2 separate regions of the Mus musculus genome follow, and region 1 is linked to region 2. The links are chromatin contacts, called in public HiChIP or PLAC-seq maps. All regions are on one chromosome and are shown on one strand. The core of a region is the stretch at or near the end of the contact, and the rest is flanking DNA. Distances in the headings are between cores, read along the strand shown. Region 1 has its middle 120 kb from the start of Six3os1. Region 2 has its middle 46 kb from the start of Gm46582.

Region 1 (6,833 bases), core at 2,805-5,304, 640 kb after region 2:
ACAGTTACCAAACTTCTCTGTGTGTTCCCCTTGCCTGCTTGTGTGAGGACTTCTCTTTATTGCTGGACGGTAGCCTTTGTCTTGGAGACTCTCGAATAGATAGAATAGGCTTTCAAAAGTTATCAGAGACTGGTCTGATAAATCAGAGGAGAAATTAGAAACATCTGAATTACTTTCTAAGGTGGGCTAATGAGGAGTTGAGGATTTGTGTTTACCTTTAGATGAGCAAGTAGAACAGGAGAGAGAGAGAGAGAGAGAGAGAGAGAGAGAGAGAGAGAGAGAGAGAGAGAGAGAGAGAGAGAGAGAGATCAGACTCCTTAGCTATCCTATCCTAGTGGGATTTATCAGAAAGCAGAAAGGAAGGCTTGATACAGACCAAATTCCAAGCTGCAACCTTCTCAGAACATGTCAGCTTTGTCAGGACAATTGTGCAATCATTGGGCTTTTACAATTTAAAATATCCCTGGCTTGAAAACCATGCCGTGTTCACTGACCATCCGTCTCCGCAGATGGCCTCTTGGTGGAGAACTGAAGGGCTATTGGTAGTCAGAAAAGAAAAGAACATCTTCAAACTGAAGAAATTACATTTATATTTTCAATGCTGCTTACTGAAGAGGCTGTTTTCTTTATTGCTTTAAAAAAAAAAATCCCAAAAACTTGTCTTCACTTTGTCATAAAAGGAGGGAAATCTTGTTTTGGAAATTCTAAGTATGTGGTCCTTAAAATGCCACCTTGGGCTTTAAACTGATTCAAGTTGGTGAGAAGCTGGAGGTGTAGGGATGGGATTGCTATCTTCTGACCCTTCACTTCCTTGATGGGAAATAGATGGAGCCTTTACTAAGACTGGGCTCCATTCTTGCCCTAGTCCCAGTGGGGACTGGGGGACCCCAACAAGAAGCAGCAGGCAGAGTCCAGAAAAACTCTGTAAAATGCTTCTCCGTAAGCTCTGAGGACTAGAAATATTTCAATATCTCCTTGTGATTCTCTTGCAACTTTTAATTATCTATTTAATACTGATTTAAAAAGAAACTTCCTACTCAAAATCTTCTTACAGGCCTGTATTTTATAGTTGATATGAAACTGTAAGGATGTATCCTGTGGAATTTAGGGACAGGTTGCTTGTTTTCTACATGAAAGACTGGTTTTTTGTTTGTTTGTTTGTTTGTTTTTATTGAAACAAACTTACATGGTATAGAATTAACTATTTTCAAATATAGGATTCAGTGGTGTTTGTGTGTACACACAAACCTGTACACACGCTTTTCTTTCTACTTAGAATTTCTCTCATTTTCAGAATCACACATAGGTCTTTGCAAGGAAAATAAATAAATACTGATATTCACTCAGCAATCACTTAGTGCACAGTGCACAGTGTCACCAGGGTGGCGCAAAGCTGAATCCTGTTGGGAATTTTAAAAATAAAAATAAATATAGACTGTTAAACTCTCCAGAAAAAAAAATAAACAAAATAAAAAAAATTTTTTTTGAGAGGTAAAACATGGGCTAAATAAAGGCATCAAACGGCTTGAGTCAGGGAACAGATCTTGATTTTTATCCATAAACGTCACTCAGCCTCAGACGTTTATCATCCTGAACCATCATGGCATTGCTAAATATTTCTCAGCAACAATGGCAGTATAATTAGACTACAAAGGGCTTGGAATATTTATGGGGCTAGTTTTCTCAGGGTGATTTTATTTCCTCTGATGCATTCCAGAGTTTTCTAAATGCACAGCCTCCGAGCTGAAGTTGGTGCAGCACACTTTCTTTGATGGCCATTTACTGTATTTGGGTAGGTGTATTATTTTACTGTGAGATTTTCTGTGTCGCTTTTTTTTTTTTGGAAGTTTTACTTTATAGGACCATAAAGGACAGGCAAGCCTCCTTAGGAGGTATTGATTGCTTAACTTGGTTAGAAAAGTTATTCATGGATTCTTAAAGGATTTTAAGGTAGATGGTTAGACATTATGGTAAACTACTAAGGAACTGGGACTAAGCATCTACTTAGCTTAGATTAAATAGATTACAACTGGAGGGTTATACTGGGTGTGGCAACACATGCTTATACTCCCAACACTCAAGGAGAGGGTAGATTCAAGAGGAACAGGAGCTCAAGGCTAGCCTCGCTATGTGAGACCTCGCTTCAGGGAACCAATAGTAATATTAACAATAAGAAAAAAATTAATTAAATTTAGAATAAAAACAAACAAACAGAAAGCATGATCTATTGATATTGTCAATGTGTGTTTTGACGATGAGTGGGTGGTAACAGCTGTGGATAGGGACAATACAGAGGAAAGTGACCAAAAACTTGCCTCTGATAGGTTAGGTCCTGCTGCTTTTGATGGTCACAATGAAGGGTCTTCTTTGACTAGCATATAGGGGAAAAATAACAAATTGGTAAATACTTACCTAGCAGCCCCTTTGTCGTGAATTTTGTGCTTTGAGTCATTTGAAGGTTGCGGGTTGACTCTTATGCTATTGCTGCATGACTTTGGCAAACTCCCTAACTGCTCTGAGCTCCAATTCCCTCATCTGGAAGGAACGACTTCCTGGAACTGTGCCCATGAGGCTCAGTAGTTCTGTGATGCTAAGTCACACCCTCCAAATGCAGTTGGTAACTGCTGAGACCAAGGAAAAGTAAAATGAAACAGAACAACCAAACCAAACCAAACCAAACCAACAACAATAAAACACAAACCCCTATGGCACTTCTGTTTGCATCACCTCTCATCCAGAGGACGAGGTATATGACATTCTACCAGGGAAAACAAACTACCTCTTAGTGTGAGTTTTGCAAATCATAAAACATCACATATTAATCTATCATAGTGTGTATAACTTCTGGAGCGTCCATCCTGAAGCCCGCCCGTGGAGGAAGGAAGACCGGAGAACCACTATTTTGAATGGGTCTGTCAAGAATCGGTAACTCAGATACCAAATACCATCTCTGGCTGCCACAGAACGCTTACAAATATCACCAAAAAAAAAAATTATTTCAATTTGCCATCAGACTGGAACTATCAATTTATACCTGAAATATGTCAAAATGTTGGGTATTTCCATAATGATAAAACTGATTAGAACTGCTGTGTTTAATTAAAATGTTAATCCACTGTCATCTCACTTGATCTCTGTGTGTAGAAAATTTTCTATTTGCTATTAAGATGTCTTATTATTAAATGAAAAGCCTCCTGTATAGCCAATGTCTGATAGTTTAAAAAGGGACAAATGTAGCTGGCCGTGGAAAGAGGTGACTCTGTTATCAGGAGAGGGGGCTCACAGGTTGAAGACGGAGTGACTGCAGGAGAGCCAGAGAGATGCCCTTGTATCTAGATTCCTCCTCAGTCTGTACCCTGATCTTCAGGCTATTTCAGCAGCCAATCTTGCGATCTTGCTGAAATACAAATGCCTTCGGAAAAAAGAACACTGGAGTTGCACTTCGCAAGAAAGGAGCAAACTTCCTGATAGCAGCTCCTGTCTTGTGAACCAAAGCGAGAGGCTTGAGGGTCTCAACAGGAGATGAGGGAAGCTGGCTTTGTTGAATTTATAATATTCTGTAATTGACCTTGAATCCGAAGAAAACTGTTTTTTCTCTGTGGCATGGGTGCCTGAGATTTTGCCATAAGGAACTGATAGTGCCTCTGTTTTCTTGCCCAGTATTATGGGATGAATCTGAACTCTCCACCAAAAACTCATGTGCTGAGGCTTGACCCCAGTGCATTGGAGTTGAGATGGAATTTGGGGAAGGTGGTTGGATCATGAGTGCTCACAGTCATCAAATCATCTGATGAGCTCATAATTTTATGGCATTTCAGGGAGCCAGTAGAAGCTGCCCAGTTGGAGGAAGCAGAGAATGTTCTAGAAGCAGATATTTTTGTTCCCAGTCCCTCCTGCTTCTCCTTCCCTGCTTTCATGAGGCAGGTATCTTTGTTCCAATGCATGGCATATGACAGGATATTTTCATTCCTGTAGGTCTGGAAATAATGGAACCAAGTGACCACAGCTGAAGCTATAAGCCAGAATGACTCTTCTCTCCTTGATGCCATCATTGTGACATTTCAGATAGAGCTGAAGCCTAGACTGGTATGGTCTAGAGTTAGAGAGTTGCTCACAGGTTGTTTGTGTCTTTGTTTATTTCTTTTTCCTTTCTTTTCATGCCCTAATACTTTGTATCAAGCTGAAAGATTAATTAATTAATTAATTAATTAAGGTGATAGATTAATTAATCTGGCAGAGGAAATGTCAAGATAGCATGACATGATAGTTGACAATTGCTTTTAGCCAGCTTTACAGTGACTGTCAGGAAAAAAAAAGCAGAACAGAAAGACTTTTTCAACTTGTGGTTTGACTTGAGGAGCTAGGGCAGAGGAAGGTGTGGTTGCCTAAGGAAGTAGGACCATTTCAAAATGGATTGAGCTGGTAGGAAAGATGATTCACGCAGCTCTCAGAAACTGGACAGACCTGAACCATCATGTGTTCCAGGATATACACAGGGCCACTGTGCTCATACCTAGGTGAAATGGAGATTTCTGGTTTCCTTGGAGACTCCGTTGTGTCACGTGGTGTTTTTCTGGAAACTGTCTTATGAGAAGAGGTTTTTTTTGTTTTGTTTTTGTTTTTGTTTTTTTTGTTTGTTTTGTTTTGTTTTGTTGCTGAAGCAGACATGTGGGAGGAGTTTTGGCTGAGAACAGACATGTAGTGTTTTTATGGAAGCTGTCTGAAAAAAAATGTCGTGTAATGTTTTGTTAGAGGTGATGCTTGAGAGAACACGTGATGTTTGGGAAGGACATAAAGACAAGCCACAGACAGTGGATGATGCTGTGTGGCATTGGTTTGCCTTGCCTTCATTGCTGATCACTGTTTGTCAAGACTTCTCAGAGAGAAATGCACCAAAGAAAGAACTTCCCCTGATATTCCCGCAACTTCTTGCCACTTGGACTTGGGCCAAATTGGCAGAGCCTTGAGGTTTCTTCTGGATCAAATAGTGTTTGTGAGTGGATCGAGTTACCAGTGCTGATTCCTGTGAGCTGAACTGCTGATATCGTGACAATGCAGATTGCAATCACACCAAAGAACGATTTCTAAGCAGGTCCACATCCCCCTCTGCCCTATTAACCTTTCCTTTCCACTACCTCTGGAGAGTGAAGGGCTAGGAGGGAGGTTAAACGTGTAAGAACCCTTATTAAAGTAGGTTTTGAAAAAAAGAATGAAAGTCTAAACCTAGGAAGTTGTTTCTCTCTGGTTTTTCTACCGGGCTTAGCCATGTAGGCTCTTCCATATTTCTACTGCTGTGATATGAGGGGCATTGCTCTTGCCTGCTTGACAGCATCCAGGCCTCATATGGCTAGACTGAAGTCCTGTCGGTGTCCCCTTGACACACGAGGGTGAAAGGGATGGTGCAGATGAGATCTCAGGAAGTCTCACATGCTGGGAATGTAAAACACCTGCCAAGAAAGTTTCAGCCAAAAAGCACAGCAGCCCACCAGAGTGGCTGTATGACTGAGGATGGGAAACTTGTAGAAGCAGGAACTCCCAAGCTCTGTGGCATCCACAGCACACCGTAAGTTGGATATGTCAGGCCAGGACTTATGGGAATTAAGGTTCGCTCCACTAGGTTCTACTCTTGCTGCTTCTCCATTTTTCCATTCATGTTCTCATCCTCTCTCTTAGAATGAGAATAACTACTCTTTTATATTGTATGTTGGGATTATATAAATTGCCTCTTAATTTTTTTAAATTTAAGTTTCAGTGTAAATTAAAATTATAGCAATCACACTGAAATGTAATAATACATGAAATATTTGTTATATGTTTTTGAATATTTTTTCTTTTTTATTAAACTAATAAAAATTATTTTAAACTATACAGCTCAGTATTGACATTTTTCTAAGTCATCAAAATAAATTATAATAGTTAAATGCCTCTTAAATATACATGATATCTTCTGAAGCTAAAAGTAATATACAGTCAACCAGTTTTAAAAATCTATTTGGAACATTAAACATGATAGAAGTAGAAAAAACTCTCTTATGAAGACCTCTATGAAAGGAAATTGTGACAAGCTCCTGGTTAGACAGAAATTGTTCCTCTCCAAGGGAGAATACTCAGCATAACTGTGGCTTTATAGATTGAACTGGGAAGTGTTCCTTCTGATTCTATTTTGTGGAATAGTTTGAAGAGTATTGGTATCAGGCCTTCTTTGAAGGTCTGACAGAATTCTGCACTAAATCCTCTGGTCCTGGGTTTTTTTTTTTTGGTTGGGAGACGTTTAATGACTGCTTCTATTTCTTTAGGAGTTATAGGATTATTTAGATGGTTTATCTGATCCTGATTTAACTTTGGTATTTGGTATCTGTCTAGAAAGTTGTCCATTTCATTCAGATTTTCCAGTTTTGTTGAATATGGATTTTTCTAGTAGGATCTGTGATTTTTAGAATTTTCTCCGTTTCTGTTGTTATATCTCCCTTTTTGTTTCTGATTTTGTTAATTTGATACTGTCTCTGTGCCCTCTGGTTAGTCTGACTAAGGGTTTCTCTATCTTATTGATTTTCTCAAAGAACCACCTCCTGGTTTTGCTGATTCTTTGTAGTTCTTTTTGTTTCTACTTGGTTGATTTCAGCCCTGAGTTTGATTATTTCCTGCTGTCTACTCCTCTTGGGTGAATTTGCTTCTTTTTGTTCTAGAGCTTTTAGGTGTGCTGTTAAGCTGCTAGTGTGTGCTTTCTTCAGTTTCCTTTTGGAGGCACTCAGAGCTATGAGTTTTCTTCTTAGGACTGCTTTCATTGTGTCCCATAAGTTTGGGTATGTTGTGCCTTCATTTTAACTAAATTC
Region 2 (6,790 bases), core at 54-2,553:
TTGATTAATATCTGATCTCCTGCATATCAGATGCTTACATTGCAATTCATAACAGTAGCAAAATTACAGTAATGAAGTAACAATGAAAATAGCTTTATGGCTGGAGGGGAGGCACAACATGAGGAAGTGTATTAAAGGGTCACACAGCATTAGGAAGGCTGAGAACCACGTCCCTAGAGAACAATAATCTAGAGAGCAAGGGGGTGAGATGGCTTCTTCCCTTGCTTTCTTCTGTAAGTTGAGAGCTTCCTGTGGGGGGCGGGGACGGTAAAAGAGACAGACTGATTAAATAGAGTGCTGTCCATCTGTTCTGGCTTGCAGAGCAGCTTAAGGGGTGGGTGGGTGTTCACAACAGACGGTGGGTGACACTCCAGGAGTCTCAGTCAGTGTACAATGCCTGGATCCCTTCTTCCATCCCTAACCATTAGCTGGGACCATCTGACCTTGACTTCTATGTCTCAAGAAGTACTGCTCTAGTTTATGTGATAGCCAGTGTCTTGAACACTATTTAATCTCTCTCTCTCTCTCTCTCTCTCTCTCTCTCTCTCTCTCTCTCTCTCTCTCTCTCTCTCTCTCTTTTGTGTGTGTGTGTGTGTGTGTGTGTGTGAAAGAGAGAGAGAGAGAGAGAGAGAGAGAGAGAGAGAGAGAGAGAGAGAGAGAGAGAATGAGTTTCCTGTCACTCCATATTGATCAGCAATAGATCTAAAAGGTACTAGGAAAGATGTATGAGTATTTCTACATCCAGACACAGTGGTGCGCACTTGTAATCCCAGCACCCAGGGGCTGAAGCCAAGACAAGGACAGCCTGGGTAGAGGAAGAGGATCTATTTCAAAATAAAATAGAAATGTTATAAGTACTTATCTAAGTACTCATAAAAAAACAGAGAAAAGCCATTCTTCATCCAGTTGTGTGGGGACAGCTACCACACCATATCCTTCTGTGAATGGAACTCACATGAGGAACTGTTCCCAGGGCTCAAGGGGACAGAGGGACACTGAAGTAATCCAGCTCATAACTGTAGGTGGCAACTGCGAGTCTTGCTCCTTGAACTTGAGACTCTCTGAAGCCACCCCTCCCCTAGCACTGCAAAGGGAGGTTGGGACTGGAGAGCTGAAGGGGACATGGAGATCGAGAGGCTGAGCCCACCCTGAGAAGGCTCTGCCTCCCATAGGGGATGATGGTTCCTCACAGGACAACAAGCAACGGGCAAGTACTGCCTTCTTCCTCCAGCCTTGTAGCCTCCCCCCGGCTCCCCACACCCCCTCTGTGCTCCCCACTCTCATAGGACAACAAGCAAAGCAGAAATACTGACTTCCTCCTCCAGCCTTGCAGGCTCCCCGCAACTTCTCAAGCCCGCTCTGCGCTCCCCACTATAAAGGTTAACCGGAAGCCTGCTGACAAAAAGAATCTAGTTTGCTCGGCCCCAGCCTGAGACAACAGAAGACTGGAGTTGGAGTCTTCCAGGAGACAGCATTCACTCACTAACACCCCAGGGCCAGGCTGACATTAATGACAGGATTTTGCCTTCAGCTATGGGTGGAGTCTCCACCAAAAAGAGAGAGCAGATATAATGCCTGCTTCTGGGGGAAACAGAAGTAATGCTCTAGAATGATGCATTACTCTGGCCTCTTGGGACCAGAGCTGTCACCCAGCTAGAGCTGGGATAAGTTAAGTGAGAATGGGGATGAAGAAGAGGAGACACTTAGGCCAACTGTCCATTTCCAGTGTTGGGAGGAGAGTAGAGATGTATGCCACTGAGCCTGTGCGGGGCACGCTGTGATGGGCTGGCTGGAACGGCTCAGACCGTAAAGTGCGAGTTGGAAATCAGTTGGGAGCTGTAACCTAACCTCAGAAGGTCTGCAGAGGCAGTGAAAACTGATACAACCAAGTTGCTAGAAGGAGATGGCTTCTAGGGGAGAGGGTCACAATCGACCCCAACCCAGGGAACATAGCTTGCCGTGGTGCAGCAGCAGAGGTGAAGGTGACAGTGAACGGCATCTCCAGATGAACAGGAAGAAACATCGCAGTGGGAGGGACCCCCTTCTGCACACCATGAGGCGCTGACCCACCTTTACCGTATCCATCTTCCCTTTAGAGACAGAATCAGGAGGCCAGCCCTCTCCAGAGGGGAGAGACAGTTCTGCCAGGGAGTGTCTGGAAGACTGAAAAATTTGCGCTTGAAGACAAATTTCTCAACTGAATCTGGGTTAGCAACCTCCCATCCCATTCACTCTGCCAATTTTTCAAAGCCAGATGGGACCTAATTACCTTTAATTAGGAAGTTTAAATTGTCACTTCTACCCTGGATGAGACAAATGGAGCCTTGAGAGAATGATAAAGTTAGCTGTGTCCTTTTTCTTACAAGTGGATGCAGAGAATGATTCCCCTTGCAGAACAGAGCTCAGAGAAAGAGATGCCAAGCATGGCAGGTGGCACGGTGGTCCTCATGGCAACACACGTAAGAGGATTCCAGGCCATGGTCTCAGAATTTCCTCATTTCCTAAAACCAGTATTTCCCTTGGTTATTTTGTTGGGAGTGAGTGAGTCTGTCTTGGTTAGATAACAGCAGTTTATCCACTTGTAAAATCAGAACCAGACACATAGATGGATGCTTTACCGGACTAGTAGAAGTCTAACCTGAGCTACGTAGTGAGTTCAAAACCAACTTGAGTGGGTCTCAGGACCGCTTTTCAAACAAACAAACAAACAAACAAACAAACAAACAAACAAACAAACCAAGTCATAAAAACTATCACTGCTTATACTTCTAACAACACATCTTCTTCACTTAAGGAAAATACAGATCTCCATGGCTTCCTTCTCTTTCTTAGTTAGGGTCTTATGAGACCAAAACTGAGCCTCACAAGTCAGGCTAGACTGGCTGACTAGGGAACTCCAGCCATCCTCCTGCCTCCTCTTCTTCAGTTTTGAGATTATAGGCACTTGCTATCCAGCTATTTCTATATGTATGTATGTATGTATGTATGTATGTATGTATGTATGTATGTATGTATGTATGTATGTGTATATGTATGTGTATATGTATGTATGTATGTATATTTCACTTGCATTGATGTCTTGCCTGCATGTCTGTGTGAGGATGTCAGATTCCTGGAACTGGAGTTACAGGTGTTTGTTAGCTGCCATGGGTGTGTTGAGAATTGAACATGGGTCCTGTGGAAGAGCAGCAAGTGCTCACAGCCAAAGCTGAGCCACTCTCTAGCCTGTCACCCAGCTTTGTACATTGGTACTGGGATTGAGTTTGGGTCCTCAGGCTTGTGTGATAAACACTGCACTAACCAAGCTGCTATATCCTCAGACCACACAGTGGGATTTTTATAATAGAGAAGGATATGAAATTGCTCATTAGAGGCCAGCAGAATGGCTCAGCAGGTAAAAACACTTGTCAACCCATTTGGTGACCTGAGTTTAATCTCCAGAATTCTTCTTTCTTTTTTAAAAAAGACCAGAATGGTGGTATATGTCTATAATCCCAGCACTCCTATGGTGAGATGGGAGGTGCAGACAGAATTATCCAGAAGCTCAGAGGCCAGCCTGGAGCAAGTAGCACAGAAACAAACAAGAGAGACTCTGCATCAGGCAAGGCAGAAGGTGAAGACTGATGCCCAAGGCTGCAGTGACTCCCATGCACTCTTTAAAGTGCACACACACATTATATATATACAGACACACTCATTACACAGAGACACACCATGGACATATAGACATACCACACACACGTACACACACACACACACACACACACACATACACACACACACACACACACACGAAGAGGCCATAATTCCCAGTGTTCATGTTCCTAACATGATGATCTAAACAAGTAACCCATCACTTACTAGTTTTTAGGGTTAGTGTCCTAACTGAGCTCATTGTTCCGAGAGTTCAGTGGTTGTAAAGCCTTTGGTGCTGAGAGGCCCTGATCACAGCTCCACTGCTTAGAGCACTAAGGGGGGTGGATGCAGGTGGATCGGGAACTCAAGAGCATCCTACATTGCACAGTGGGTTTGAAGCCAGACTCAGCTACACAAGTCCTTTCTAAAAAATAAATAAAATAAAATAAAATAAAATAAAAAGCAAACAACAACAAAACATAGTGGTCATTTCTGTCCTGTAAATTTTTCAAGATGAATGTGAAGTCTTATTCAGGGGGAGATTAAAGAGAAAGTTGGAGCTACTTAATTGCAATACAAAAGGATTCTATTTTTAGCTAATCTTAAGAGCTCAGTACTGTTGTTTTTAAAGGCTGCATATAACATTTGCTCTGTCATGTCCCATTGGATCTAACAACATACACAGGCCACCTGCTTTGTGACATCTAATCTCTGGTGGTTTTTTTTGTATGTGTTTAAATTTTTAAAAATTAGTTTTTGAGAATTTCATGCAATATATTTGGATCATATTCACCCCACCACTCTCTAATCTCATCCTAGATTCACACCCAACTCCCTGCCCCTCAACTTCCTGTCCTCTTTAAGGAACACATCTAGATCGGCATATGCTGCCCATACTCTTGGGTGTGGGCCATCCACTGGAGCAAAGTTGACCTACCAGGGGCCACACTCTTAAAGAAGATTGACACTCGCCCCGAGAAGCCATCAGCTCTCCATAGTTCCTCAGTTAGGGGTTGGATTCATGAATTCCTTCCCAATTCAGCTTAGATGTTAACTGGGTTGAGCCCACAAGGTCTTTTGGGTGTGAGTAAGTCAGTCCTGTCATGTACAGAAGATGGTGCTTTGCCCAGACCCTCCCCAACCTCTGGTTCTTACAATCATTCCATGGTTCCTGAGACTGGGATGGGGGCCACCATGCTCAATGGCCCATTTAGGGCTGAACATTCTACTGACACTCTTCCATGCACTTGGATCAGTTTGCACACTAACCACTGGTCTACTGCACAAAGAGACTACACTGATGAGGTTTGAGAGTCGCACTAAATGCTCGACGGACAGCTATATATTTACGAGGTGGTTTGATAACATGTGCGTTTAAAATAACGGTAGTAAGTTCATCTCTGGGGCATGGGAGCTACCAAACCATGGGTCCTTGCCCAGATTTACCACACCACAGTGTGTTTCCTCATGCAGAGTGAGCCTTAATCCAATCAGAAGACGGTCAGGACCTTCTGCCCTACAATACTTGTGCCATTAGTGTGCCCCTGGGCAGTATCTTGGGTTTACAGCTGGATAAGACTGTAGATGAGGTCCTCCAGCTCCCATGCCTACATAGCACCATCCAATACTTTGAAAGCTACTACCAGCGAGGAAGCCCCTCAGTCCATACCAGCTCCAGTTCTCTGTGTCCTGTGACAAATTTGTGTGGTGTTTTCATCTTAGGCTGGCTTTCGGTCTTATTCTAAAGGTCTGATGGGCAACCAAGAGCAATGGGCAACAGCCTGTCTGCATGAAAAAAAAAAAATACAAGGGAGGACTCCCCCTAGGTGTGGTGGAGAAGAACATTCATTGTAGAATAAAGGGAGAGCATAGAGGCAGAGACATCTGGGAGAGGCCAGAGTGGTCATGGTCATGGCCAAACTGAGCTGGGCTCTGTGAAGACAAAGGGGGAAGGAGAGCAAGAGAGGAGCAGCTGACCAAGAACAGTGGCCTGGGCCAAGAGATTGGCCAAGAGAGCAAAGGGTACAGGCTGGAGAGATGGCTCAGAGGTTAAGAGCACTGACTGTTCTTCCTAAGGTCCTGAGTTCAGTTCCCAGCAACCACATGGTGGTTCACAACCATCTGTAATGGGATCCAATGTCTTCTTCTGGTGTGTCTGAAGACAGCTACAGTATACTCACATATATAAAATAAATAAATAAATAAATAAATAAATAAATAAATAAATAAATGAGAGAGAGAGAGAGAGAGAGAGAGAGAGAGAGCAAAGGGTAGACCAAAAGAAACAGGTAAGCAAAATGGTTGGATTATACATGGGGCAGAGGAGTCAAGGGGAGGGAAGCCCAGCCCTTGGGCTGGCGAGTTTTAGGGTAGGAGATGGAGTATGACAGCCATACTCTGTAACAGGTAGGGACTGAGGGATGCTGGGAGAGCCTGGCATCCGGTATCTACTTTGATGTTAATGGGCACCTCAGTTAACGCTTGTCCTGGATTCGAGAGGATTTGAGACCTAGCAGTATCTTGTTTGGAGTCGTCAGGATAACGTTGACTAAGGGTGGTATCCATTCCCTGGAATTGGCTTTTTACTTGGCAGCCTATAACTTCTGGAAGAAACATAACCCTCTGTTAGGGGTAGTTCTAACTACCCCCATTTTAGTTCTATTTTAATACATATTCATATAAATCCATGTACACACAGTAACACATTAATATAGTCATATTCAAATGTCATGAGTGCTAGTTATTCCATGCTCACAAACACTGGGTTGGATTGGACTTGGGGGCCATTACAAGAGATCATTTGTTAAGTAATCCTATTCTCACTGTCTGCCCTTGGTCCTTCCCTGCCATGAACAGGAGGACAGAATTGCATCATGGTTCTCCCTGGCACAGCCAGCACACCAAGTGCTCTCTATATTTAGCCAACATGAAGTCACTGCAGCCCTGAGCCTGCCCTGTGCAATCGCTGCTTTGTTTTGTAGCTCACATGGCTGATGCCCTGACTGTTCTGCAGGGCATATGCCCTTAAACCTTAAACGAATTTAAAGGGGCTGAATTCTGTTACTAGGGAAGTTGTGCTTTGTGAGTAACAATTGAAATTCTAAACCAAGAGTCCCCTGGAGAGAATCCTAAAATGAACCTTTGATATCTCCTG

The links. HiChIP or PLAC-seq counts read pairs in DNA pulled down with a chosen protein or histone mark.
Region 1: a contact with region 2 is called in an H3K4me3 HiChIP or PLAC-seq map of bone marrow-derived macrophages, with 10 times the contacts expected there. The contact joins two enhancer-like sites. A contact is called at or near these places in 5 of 115 datasets of contacts at active chromatin or transcription factors (bone marrow-derived macrophages, craniofacial prominence, embryonic basal ganglia and 2 more).

Annotation. Positions count from the first base shown.
Region 1 is chr17:85,491,172-85,498,004 of GRCm38.p6, forward strand. No RefSeq gene overlaps it. Among named protein-coding and RNA genes, the nearest start is that of Six3os1, 120 kb to the right of the region's middle. Within about 2 kb of position 4,055, at least 21 of the 459 cell types and tissues checked have an H3K27ac peak or open chromatin away from gene starts, as enhancers often do. A contact at or near this core is called in bone marrow-derived macrophages, where this site is marked.
Region 2 is chr17:84,858,813-84,865,602 of GRCm38.p6, forward strand. No RefSeq gene overlaps it. Among named protein-coding and RNA genes, the nearest start is that of Gm46582, 46 kb to the left of the region's middle. Within about 2 kb of position 1,304, at least 104 of the 459 cell types and tissues checked have an H3K27ac peak or open chromatin away from gene starts, as enhancers often do. A contact at or near this core is called in bone marrow-derived macrophages, where this site is marked.